4 separate regions of the Zea mays genome follow, and regions 1, 2 and 4 are each linked to region 3. Evidence: chromatin contacts called from public Hi-C data. All regions are on one chromosome and are shown on one strand. The core of a region is the stretch at or near the end of the contact, and the rest is flanking DNA. Distances in the headings are between cores, read along the strand shown.

What was found. Hi-C and Micro-C count contacts between places; a contact is called where the count stands out from the background.
Region 1: a Hi-C map of ear shows a contact between it and region 3, with 1.6 times the contacts expected there. The contact joins the promoter of LOC103626132 here to the promoter of LOC103626130 in region 3. A contact is called at or near these places in 3 of 25 Hi-C or Micro-C datasets (ear, leaf and tassel).
Region 2: a Hi-C map of leaf shows a contact between it and region 3, with 7 times the contacts expected there. The contact joins the promoter of LOC100194054 here to the promoter of LOC103626130 in region 3. A contact is called at or near these places in 7 of 25 Hi-C or Micro-C datasets (bundle sheath, ear, endosperm and 2 more).
Region 4: a contact with region 3 is called in a Hi-C map of tassel, with 2.9 times the contacts expected there. The contact joins the promoter of LOC100501486 here to the promoter of LOC103626130 in region 3. A contact is called at or near these places in 7 of 25 Hi-C or Micro-C datasets (bundle sheath, ear, endosperm and 3 more).

Annotation. Positions count from the first base shown.
Region 1 is chr5:25,262,261-25,264,960 of Zm-B73-REFERENCE-NAM-5.0, forward strand. It overlaps LOC103626132 (phosphatidylinositol 4-phosphate 5-kinase 9), which reads right to left and starts at 1,423. Exons shown (of 10, transcript XM_008646519.3): 1 at 999-1,423; 2 at 661-728.
Region 2 is chr5:25,223,241-25,225,940 of Zm-B73-REFERENCE-NAM-5.0, forward strand. LOC100194054 (Thylakoid lumenal 17.4 kDa protein chloroplastic) reads left to right here and starts at 1,428. Exons shown (of 3, transcript NM_001139111.1): 1 at 1,428-1,701. The coding sequence starts at 1,495.
Region 3 is chr5:25,090,384-25,093,083 of Zm-B73-REFERENCE-NAM-5.0, forward strand. LOC103626130 (glutamyl-tRNA reductase, chloroplastic) reads left to right here and starts at 1,324. Exons shown (of 3, transcript XM_008646517.4): 1 at 1,324-1,869. The coding sequence starts at 1,632.
Region 4 is chr5:24,845,604-24,848,303 of Zm-B73-REFERENCE-NAM-5.0, forward strand. LOC100501486 (Malic enzyme) reads right to left here and starts at 1,423. Exons shown (of 19, transcript NM_001196190.2): 1 at 1,052-1,423; 2 at 848-944; 3 at 591-709; 4 at 318-485. The coding sequence starts at 1,216.

The DNA.
Region 1 (2,700 bases), core at 173-2,672, 170 kb after region 3:
CCTTTACCTTATTTCACCTTAAGGTGTTTGGAAGGAATTTTGCTCAATCTTGCTGAATTTACTACGGTCCTTTCTTATTTACCTTATGTCATGCATAAGCCGAAAGGCCCAACTGTTGACTGTTTGATGAATCCTGCTTAATCTGGAAGAATCAAGATTTACCTTAAGGCGTTTCGCATTGTGCTTTGGGTAGGGCAGATTTTTTTTTAACTGTAGCCTCCATGTGCCTTTCTTTAATCTTACAATGATGTGTGGAAAACAATTTGTAAAGATTTTTTATTAAGGATAAATTGCAACTAGGAATTTGTAGGTACATATCAACTCATATATGAAAAGAAAAATAGGCTCACAATTATCTCTAACCTCTACACAGCTCAGCCTAATCATGTACCACACATACGTAAGCAAGTATACTAGAGACAACACCGATATGGTTCAGAGTTTGAGAATCATGAATATAGTCTTCTTTTTTACTTTTACTTTTTTCTTTATAAAAGCAAAACAACTGATCATGTCTAACTCAGTGAGCGGAGGTACACGGATGATCATTGTAGTTTTGCATGGCCCTAATCGTCAACTGTGAACTTTATTTTCAGAAGAGTTGCACCTACACAAGACTACAGGAGGGGTAAGGAGTGGGGGGCAGCCGGGCAGGATTACCTCACGACTTCGGAAGGGGGGCTCGCCGGAGGGGAGGGAGGCCTCGTCGACGGTACTACCTCGCAGACCTGCAGAGATATGGAGAGGGAGGGAGAGGGAGAAGAGGGTGAGGACGGAGAGGATCCGTGCGGAGGGTCAACTCTAGTCTCCATGTAAAAAAAGGACAGTGGACTAGTGGAGGCAGGGGTGCGCTGCCAGACTAGAGGCAAGGGGAGGAGGAGGACTGAGAAGCGATGCTGTACTGCTGTGGACGGCGAAGACCCCGGCCGCCGGATCCACGAATCGCGTCGCGCCGATGGGGATCCGGCCGCGGGAGGAAGCGCTGCGCGTAGACTCACCCGGAACAAAGGATCGGAGGGTAGCTTGCCGGGGAGGAACGGTATTCGCCGGAGGAGGTGGAGAGGGTCGCGGGCGTCTGGGGCGGCGCAGTGCAGGCTGGGAATGAAGGAGACGGGAGGCGTCCCCGTGTGTTGTTGATCCTTGATCGGCGGGCGCGCGGAGGGGAGCCCCGGACGCGTCTGTCTCGCTGAGCTGCTGCCTGCTGGCTGCTGCTGATTCTGAAGTCCTCGTGTGGATGCTGCGGGGCCTGTGGGGGAGAGAGAGCAGAGCAGGTAGTAGACGTAGACGAGGACGCCGGCGGTGGTTAGCGATTGGATTTGGCCGCTTGGACTCGCTCACCGATCCTGGTCGTGGGGGAAAAAAAAGGGGCGAAAAGCTAGGTGATTGAAAGGGAAACAACAAACTATTAGTATATACTTATATATAATAATGGACGTCCCTTTTACACTATTTTATCAATGCCTCTGCTTACTTTTACTAATCTTTCCATCTTTTAGCTCTGGGGCCTGTATTACCCCCAAATTAAGTAAGTAGATGTGAAATGTCAATTCGGCCGTGATTGGGTACGTACGAGGCCAGATAAGAGCAAAAAAAAGTTCCATGCACTATCAGAACTTGAACTACTAAAATAATACTTCCCTCGCCGTTACACGTTTGATGGGAGCAAAAGTCAGGCGAAACACATTTTTTTAGCTTCATTTTCCCTTACAATATACTGTTACTTGCTAGAGGATTAATATTATCTGAACATCGTGCCTTCATTTAAGCTTTATGCCATAATTTTGTATATGTGACTTAACTAACTATCGGTTACAGTTTGTAAAAAAAAAGTACTCTCTCCATTTTTTTATTTGTCATATTTTAGTTAAAATAAACTAATGATAATAAATATTCGAGAACGGAGTTAATAATAAATATGTTTGTCATTTCTTGACGGAGTGAGTAAGAGATAGTACTATGTGTCCCGGTGATTAAATTTTCGGGCTTGATTTTTGAAGGCAAATGGCATTTTCTTTGACTGCTCTCGGCGCCGCCACGGCGGCTTCATTGGAGGGAGCGTCTAGTGATTGATGCTACTACGACCAGACCAAAAGAGCGATGGCTTGCACTTCTTCTGCTTCGTTTTTTTTTTCCGTTACCTTCTAGGCGATCGAACGGCTAGGGACTTTCTATTTGTTAATTGTACGAGGCAAAGCAGGGTAGCGATAGTACATTGGTGGCGGGACTATCCTAGGGCAATTGTGGTGGGTCAGCACCCCACATCAAAAGTCAATGCCCGTATGAGCCCCACATGCTAGTGGTGTGGTGATTGGGATATCAGCTTAAGGCATGCATAAGAGCAACTCCAATAGTTCTCTAAAAAATAGCTTGCTAAAATCATGTTTAGCAAGTTGCTAAATAGCTATTGAAAGTAAAAAATAACTTAGTCTCCAATAGTTGCTCATATTTATGAAGTAGCTCGATTTTGAATCTAGATTTAGCGGCCCTGCCCCTATGTGAGGGCGAAAGAGAAAAAGCCGGTCAATATGAACTATGGAGGAGTGGTGGTCCGGTGGCGCAACCTATGAGGAAGTTGGGTTCGATGGTGAAGGAGAAACTTGTGTCATACATGTTTGACTTAGTTATCTCATGCTAGAAAGTGAAAAAAGAGTGTGTTATACCTGTCTACCTCACTGTGTGGGAAAGTGAAAAATAATCACG
Region 2 (2,700 bases), core at 178-2,677, 130 kb after region 3:
TGGTAATTTATGGAGGGACTAAAAATCAGTCCCTAGAAACCAAACATCCTCTAAGAGTGAAAACCTCACATATTTACCATTTTACCCCAAGTTGCATTTTCTGGCTTACAGTTTAGCCCAATCTAACTCGAAAATGCACTTTTTCATATAATTGAGATAGTGATCAAAGTAAAGTGCTAGAAACATAGTATTAGGCATATGCAACTTATTAAACATTCAAACCTCGTGTTCTTACTGTTTTACCACAAGTTACACTTTTAGCCTCTAGTTCAGCTCATTTGGACGTACTTAGTGCCTTCAATTTGCTTTCAATTGAACATGTGCTAATACTCATACCAATCTAGTTAGTCCAAGGTAGTGTGTTGGATACTTAATCACCAAAACAGGTGGAAATAGCTATCTAGCACATTTCCCTTTCGGTGGTGCTGACCACATCATAAACACACCACCTCGGACATGGAGGAGAGGAGATCACTGGGGACCTATTGGTCCCAGTGTTCGTACACTAGGCTAGAAATATGTTCAACATCGACAACTGCCCGTGGTTGCAACGATAATCTTGGCACATGTAGGAAAGAGATCCATCTAGGTAACCCATCAACTTGTTGCTTTGGAGATAGGGAAGGAGCGGTCCACGCCATATGATGTAATTGACCTTCGCAAAGTGAGAATGGTGACAACATGATGGATTGGAATAGGGGCAAAGGTGGTGGTCCTTTGATAAGAAGAGTTCGTATTGGACATGGTGTAATCCGAAGTTGTGAAAGGTTCTGTTGACCCTATGGGTCATGATCTATTCTTTATATAGATTTATATAGATGGATGGTATAAGTATCGTTTACAATCCTGAGCATACTAGAAACTGGCCATGTATATTAGCAGTGGAGGACAAAAGAAAATATAGATATGGCTGAAAAAATTAAAAAGTTAGGCAACAAGAATCGATTCTATAACCTACAGCTAAAAATGTAGCAGTCTATCCATTGCACCAAATCTCCATTTGTAATTATAAAGAAAGATATAGAAGTTTTATAAATTTAGATATGACTGATGACATACTAAACCATAATAGGTCCTCCACCACCGGTGTATATCAAAACATACACCAAAACAGGACCTCGACATCGCGTCGTGTGTATCAAAGATCCATGTGCATTTTCTAATGGGTTTTCAGTTTGCTCTTTTTAGGATGAGAGAAGAGATAGAAACTGGCCGCTTGTGTAAAACGGAACGTTGATAAGAAGGTAAAACAGAATTCATCCAAAAATAGACCGGGTCCCGGGTTGGCGGTGCTGACTGCTGACAAATGGTCGCGGCGCCTCGAGTGTCACGTGGGCCCCCGTGGGGGCCTCCGAGAACGGTGTCACGGATAAGCCGATAAGATAGCGTGGAGCCGTGGAGGTGGAGGGCTCGCTGCGACTCCGCCTCATCGCCACCCTCTCTTCACACCCCACAGGCCAAGCCAGCCGCACCGCGCCGCACCGCATTTTGGACATGGCGTCGTCCTCCTGCCTCGCCTCGCCGTCTGGCGCCACGCTCTGCCGCCCGCGGCGGCCGAGGTGCCGCGTGGCGTGCTCGGCGGCCGACGCCGGCGGGAGCACCGGGCCGGCGTGGGCCAAGGGCGCGGGCCGCCTCGCGTGCGGCGTGCTGGCGGCTTGGTCCGTCGCGTCCGCGTCCAATCCGGTCATTGCCGCGAGCCAGGTTGGTGAATGTCCCTCTTTCTTATCCCACATCCGCCGTTTCGCGTTGCGGTCGGGTCGCAATTTTCTGGAACTGTCGCGTTTCGCTGCGCAGTAAGAGGGGTGGAATTTTTAATCTCTGTCAAATGTTAGTCTCGGTCTGGATCACCGGGTGTAGATTTTTTTTTATGATCGAAGGAGCCTCGCATTTTGCGATCTGGTACCAGGCATGTTTTCCTTAATTCCGTCAGAATATGTTGCTGTAAAATATACATATATACAGAGAGCTGCTCCATTGAAAAATTGTATACACGGAAAACAATAGTAGTAATTAGTTAAGTACAACATGTTTTTCCTCAACAAAGATTTTATAAACGTTGGAAGATTTTTGGTTTCTACCAAAATAGGAATGGGTCCTTTTCCTTCACCACTCAAGAAAGTATGTGCTATTCATAAGCCGTTTGGATCCTTCCATTTGGGAAGAATTGGAATCTACTTGATAGACTTAGGATATTTGGCTTGAGGTTTAACGTTCCACAATAATTCAAAGTTCAAATATAAGCATATGCTAGATTTATAGGGCGGGATATGTTTCTACTTTGCAGCTAATAGCACTTTGGCTTGCTCCTCTACAACACAAATGCAGCCCTCACAGTATACAAATATATCTTGTACAACCATATCGGCATAAATCTGTGTCTAAATTATAATTATTAGAATGGATTTAAATTCTACCGATCGAAACAGGGCCTTAAAAGAATATATCAGTACAGCGACCACAACATTTGATGTGGACTACTGCATCATATGTTCTGGAAGTGGAAAGCACCTTAAATTTAGCATCACTTGCACACAATCTAAAGCAAGAAATTCTGTTCTTGGCTAGTTGTATGAGACTTCAGATTGGCATTGCATTACAAAGTGGGTTCTGAATCACTTTTCTAGAAGTGTTGATGAGATTCATAGATCATGATATAAAAATATTTAGGACGATTCACGATAGCCATTGACTGGATAAAGC
Region 3 (2,700 bases), core at 74-2,573:
CATAGGCACCAGAGCTCGGGCGTCGCCATCTCTTGATCTTTCGCTCGTCTCGTGCTCGCATTTGCAACGCTTGGAATACGTGTTGCTGCATGGAAATCGTGGCTGACCTCGTTGGCCAACCCAAGGCAACCCCCCCCCAGATGCTTGGCTTGGCTGGTGACCGAAATAGAAACATATATATTGCTCTGCTACTTCACTCCAGTCAACAACAAACAAAGGAGCAGAATCACGGGAATAGGACCTAGGCGGACTGTTTTTCGAACAAAATAAGGAGCTATTGGAGTTTTAGTATGTTTTTTTTTGGGGTTTCTATAGTTTTTGGAAGAACCCGATATAGCAATACTGGAAGAATAAATATTGAGAGCTAGATGGTCTTAAATAGTCCTTAGTACTATTTGTTTGTAGAACTGTATCTTCTAACTTTAAGATGCAAACATGCGGATTTTCCAAAAACCCGTTTAGCTGACTGAAGTTTGACATTTATAATTTTAAATTCTAAATCGAAATACACAAAAACCGGACCGATTTTGTACCAGTTCTTTTATATCGGTTAGTACCAGAAACGGTAAATTTTATCGAAAACCACCGCACGCACATACGGCCAATGTCACGGGAAAGAAGCCCGTGCGACAGGCAGGCGGGCCCCGGTGGGCAGGAGAGTCCGAGAGTGTGGCCACCACGCCGACACGCTTCGCCGCTATCATCAGGCGCGGGCGGGAGGCGGGCCATGCGAACTCGTGTGCCCACCTCGCATGTCGCATCACAGGCCATACAAAAGACGAGAGAGATAGGAGCGGCAGCCACCCCCCAAACTTGAGGCCACCACACTCCCTTCCTCCTGTAGTACAAAGAGCAATCCATATTAGCCCTTCATATTTTATTTTACCATTTACCGTTGTATCAAAATTCACGGTAAGCTTTCATTAAGATACGATACGATCTTTATATATCTAATCACAGGAAAAATGTAATAATTGTGTTTGCAAAATAAATATACTATGGTTTAAACACAACCAGGTGTCTCACAAGAGTTCTGTATAGAACTAATTCATCAGGATAAGTTTCTAAAAAAACCTAGTTTGGCAGAAAAGAAGAAGTCCAAGGCGATATTCTCTCCATTGGCTCTATGACGAAGGCCCATACGTAGTATTTTTTTTTTTGGTAGCATAGAAAATTCCGGGCCGACCCGAAGATCTAGTTTAGTAGTTCCAACTTCCAACGCACCAACACCACGTGAGGGCCCCACAGGCCATGCGGCTCCGGCTAGGCGGCTACCCAACAACCCCTCCCATAACCTTTGGCTCCCAAGCTGAGCAGCACAGCTTTCTTCCTTCTCCCGCATCCAACTCGTTCGTTTTATTACCTCGAGCCAACGCGGCGGGACCGAAACCAATTCCACATCTCCTCCCCCTCCCTCCCTCCCACCGAGGACTCTTTCCCAAGACCTGCCCCGAGTCCTAGTTCGGGAGAGAGGTCGAGGGAGGCAGCCCATAAATTCCTTGCCCGCGAAAATCTCTCCTCGCCTCTCTCTCTATATATTTCCGCTTATCTGCCCGCGCAAATTTCTTGCCGCATTGGTTTGGTTTTCCGGCTCGGCAAAGGAGACGGCTTTTCTGTCTCCCGTGACCTACATGATGGCGAGCACGGCTCCAGCGGCCTCCACCGCCGTGGCATTCGGGGCAGCCGCCACGCCGCGGGGACCGGCGTCGGCGTCGGCGGCGCTCTGCGCGAGGGTGCCTGCCGCTGCCGGCGGCATGCGTCGCTCCGGGGTGGCCGTGCGGTGCGACGCCGGCGCCGACGCCCAGGTGCGGGCGGTGGCCAAGGCGGCCAGCGTCGCCGCGCTCGAGCAGTTCAAGATCTCCGCTGACCGTGAGTGCCTTGCCCCTCGCCTGTGTGACTGTGTCATCGAATCCGCCGCCGCTCTTGCTCTTTCCAGTAATAATTCCCGGATTGTGCGCTGGATCGGTTGCGTCGCTTCGAGGCTGTTGCTGCAGTTGGGATTGGTTTTGGTCTGGTACAGGTCAAAAGATCTCGGTGGTTTGGGGAAGGAAGGAAAAAGGAGTAGTAGGTGTGAACTTTGCATTGTCCCGTTGCAACTTTGCCTTGACCAAGCATAATTTGAATATGTGGAGTAGGAGACCGGATCGCATGGCGTCGAAGAGAAATTAGCTTGTGCCATTTTGCAAGGGGTCGTGGGGATGATGAAACTTCTGGGCATCCCGATTCGAACTTCGATTGCTTTTTTTTTAACCTAGTCAGACTGACAACAGGGAAACGGAAAGTAACATTCGGGGGTTTTGTTCAAGCAGTTAACTGATTGTGGAGCTATATGCTTCACAGGTTCGTGGAGCTTCTGTTTGTGTACATATAAAAAACTTAATGACTATCGTATCTATATCCACCAAAACTTCATGTTGTAAGAACCTAGGAGTAAATGATAGACTATGCATATTTAACTGTACACTCCTATAAGGAGGAGAAATCTATATTTAATAACGATGCCAAATAATTAATATTCATATGCTTTTGCGATCAGCTATTGGGCATCCATTTTGTGCAGAAATGTTTTGGGGGTTCTCTTGTTTTGGTCATATTCATCTAGTGCGAGCATGTTATTTTCACCCTCTAGAATTTGCTTGGATAAACATCTTCACAAATAAATTAAGAAAGCTTTACATTGATGTGCAACTAGATCCAAAT
Region 4 (2,700 bases), core at 173-2,672, 240 kb before region 3:
ACATTCCCTAAGCATAATAGGTTTAACACAAAAAATAACAATATGTTTAAATACAAATTACTGTGTAACTGTCATTATGCATTGGCTGATGACATATTAAAATACACTCGTCCCTCCATCGCAAAAGCCAAAACGTATTATAATTTGGGATGGAGTAGCATGCAGTACGGTTCTAGGAAACCACTAGTATCAATCAAATGTTATGGTTCGGTTTCAGATCTCATTAGTTGAACCCACACTCAAATAATCTCAATCTTAATCGCTACACTAGAGGCATTACTTGAAAACGTGCATTTAGACAGCACTTTCAGCTATACCTTCTCTGCTGGCCAGTTGTAAATCATTGACATCATCTCCCCCTTATCCTTTGCACTGAAATACATCCCACGGGGTCGTCTGAACAGACCGCTGTAATTTTCACAGACCAAGCCAACAGTGGGAGTGTATATTATCGGGGCAAAATCCTTGATATTGTCAATTAGCACCTGTCGAGAAGAGCGCATATTACCATGTCAGCACTCCAAATTCAGGCACATCGCCATTGTATCATTTTTTTTTCCCAAACACGATACTGCAACCTACGGGCTCACCCTGTAGTACAATGTCTCGTTCCGGTCGTGCAACCTGTTGAGGATCCTCCATTTGGCCAGCGCGACGATGGAGTCAGGCTCGCCGCGGGTATTGTGCTCCAGCGACCGGAAAGAGTTTACTGTAACGAAGCAAGCACGCGCGTAAGTCATAACGCGTCGCGTGAACAACGACAAATTCCGTGATCCCGAAACCCATTCGGCGCGCCACAAACAAGACGAATAAGGAAACACAAACGCTAACGGGAAGGGCGACTCACTAAATCGCTCGTACTGCTGCTCGAAGGACATGACCCGCGGCGGGAGCAAGCCGCGGAGACCGAGGCGGTCGCGCTCCGTCATGGGGAACGCCGTATCCTGCGCCCAAACGGAATGGAAGCCCCGGTAAGCTGAAACCGCATCGAGTCCACGCGCAAACCGCGAGATCGGGGTCGGGGGCTCCGCGTGTAGCTTGGCTACCTTACCTTGTTGTACCACGGATCGTGGAGGATGTCGTTGCCGCGCTTGTGCACGATGCAGGGCCCAGGCACGGCAGCGCCGGCGTGCGCCGGGGGCGCGGCCGACGACAGGAGGCGCCGGACCTGCGCGGCCCGCCGCGGCGCCGAACGACACATCGCCGGCGAGATCATCTGACACGCCGCTCGGTCAGTTGGTCGGAATCCAATGCTCGGAGCTGCAGCCGCGTCCGAGACGGTGCGGTGCGGTGGTGGTGGCCGAGGCCCCTAGCTCCTGGGAGATTTGAAGGGGAGGCGTCGCCGCGCGGTGCGGGCACCCGCGGTGAGGGCAGGAGGATAGGAGACCCCCGGTCGGGGCGGGGGGTATGGCCTGGGTAAGGTGGGTGGTGGAGGCCTGGTCCCTGTGGGGGTGGGAAGGGGTGATGCGTTGCTGGCTGAATCGTGAATTCGTGATGCGAGTGCGACGCGACGCGCACGCGAGAGCACGGCTCGTGGTCGTGGAACGCGAGGGCCGAGGGGGAGGGCGCCGGTTGGGTCAGAAGGGAGGTGAGTGGTGGCGGCGGAGGACCGGACGCGGGCGGGGACGCGGCTCTACTAGTGAAGGTGTTGTCGGCGACGAGTTCCGCAGGCCGCAGCGCGACTATGCGCATTCGAAACAATAAAGATGGATTTGCTAGGCGCACCAAGCCACGGTACCTCTCATACGAGACTATTTCGACTACATGTATAAGTCTTTGCCTAGTTTTGATTAAGAATGCTATAAATCAATTTGTTTGACTGTGCTAAGGTTCTATTCGAATCCACCAATACCAGTAATAAAGTTACCTAGCTAAAAACAACTATTCTTCGGCTCCATTTTTTTACCCTCTAAATTATATAATCCAGCTTAAATAAGTTAAGAGATAAATAAACAACACATATTATTAAGTGGATTAAATATAATCTAGATACCTAGATTATGATAATTCATAGACATGTCATTTGGTGCTTATATAATCCATATAATTCTAGAAGGAAACAAAGAGGGCCTTCCATAATGATAGAAAATACAAAAAATAATTTAAAAAAGGCTCCTAACAATTTATTTCATAAATAAAGATAAAGAGGGGCGAGGATACTCTAGCACATTGGTATAAAAAAGTTGTTAGAAAGATATAAAGAACATTTTTTGAATGACTCTTCAAATAATGGTCTAGAAGGAGGTTGAGTTTAGAAAAAGACTTGACATGCTCTAGGAAGCTAAGAGCATCTTTAACATATTACTTATCATGTCACTAATAAAAAGTTGTCATACGAGGGATTGCGGTTGCTCCAATAACTTACTCATCCTATCGTCGAAAACTAGTTCATCTCCCCCTCAAATGTAGGCATTTAAGTGGAGAAGGAAAAAACTATACTAGCGACATTAGAAGACCACCTGTATAAACTCTGAGGATGATAGGTAATCTACATACTATAAGAGCATATTTGCATCATCTGAACCAACTATTTGTTTTACTAAACAACAAGTTATTAAAATTTAGACGACTAAAGTTTAGTACTAGATTATTTAGATATAACGACTAGTTGTGCCGATCTAAATTTAGTTCATACGTTTAGATGGCCTAAAAAGTTATTATTAGTATGAGTTGTTTGGATCCACTAAAAGGATATTGTTT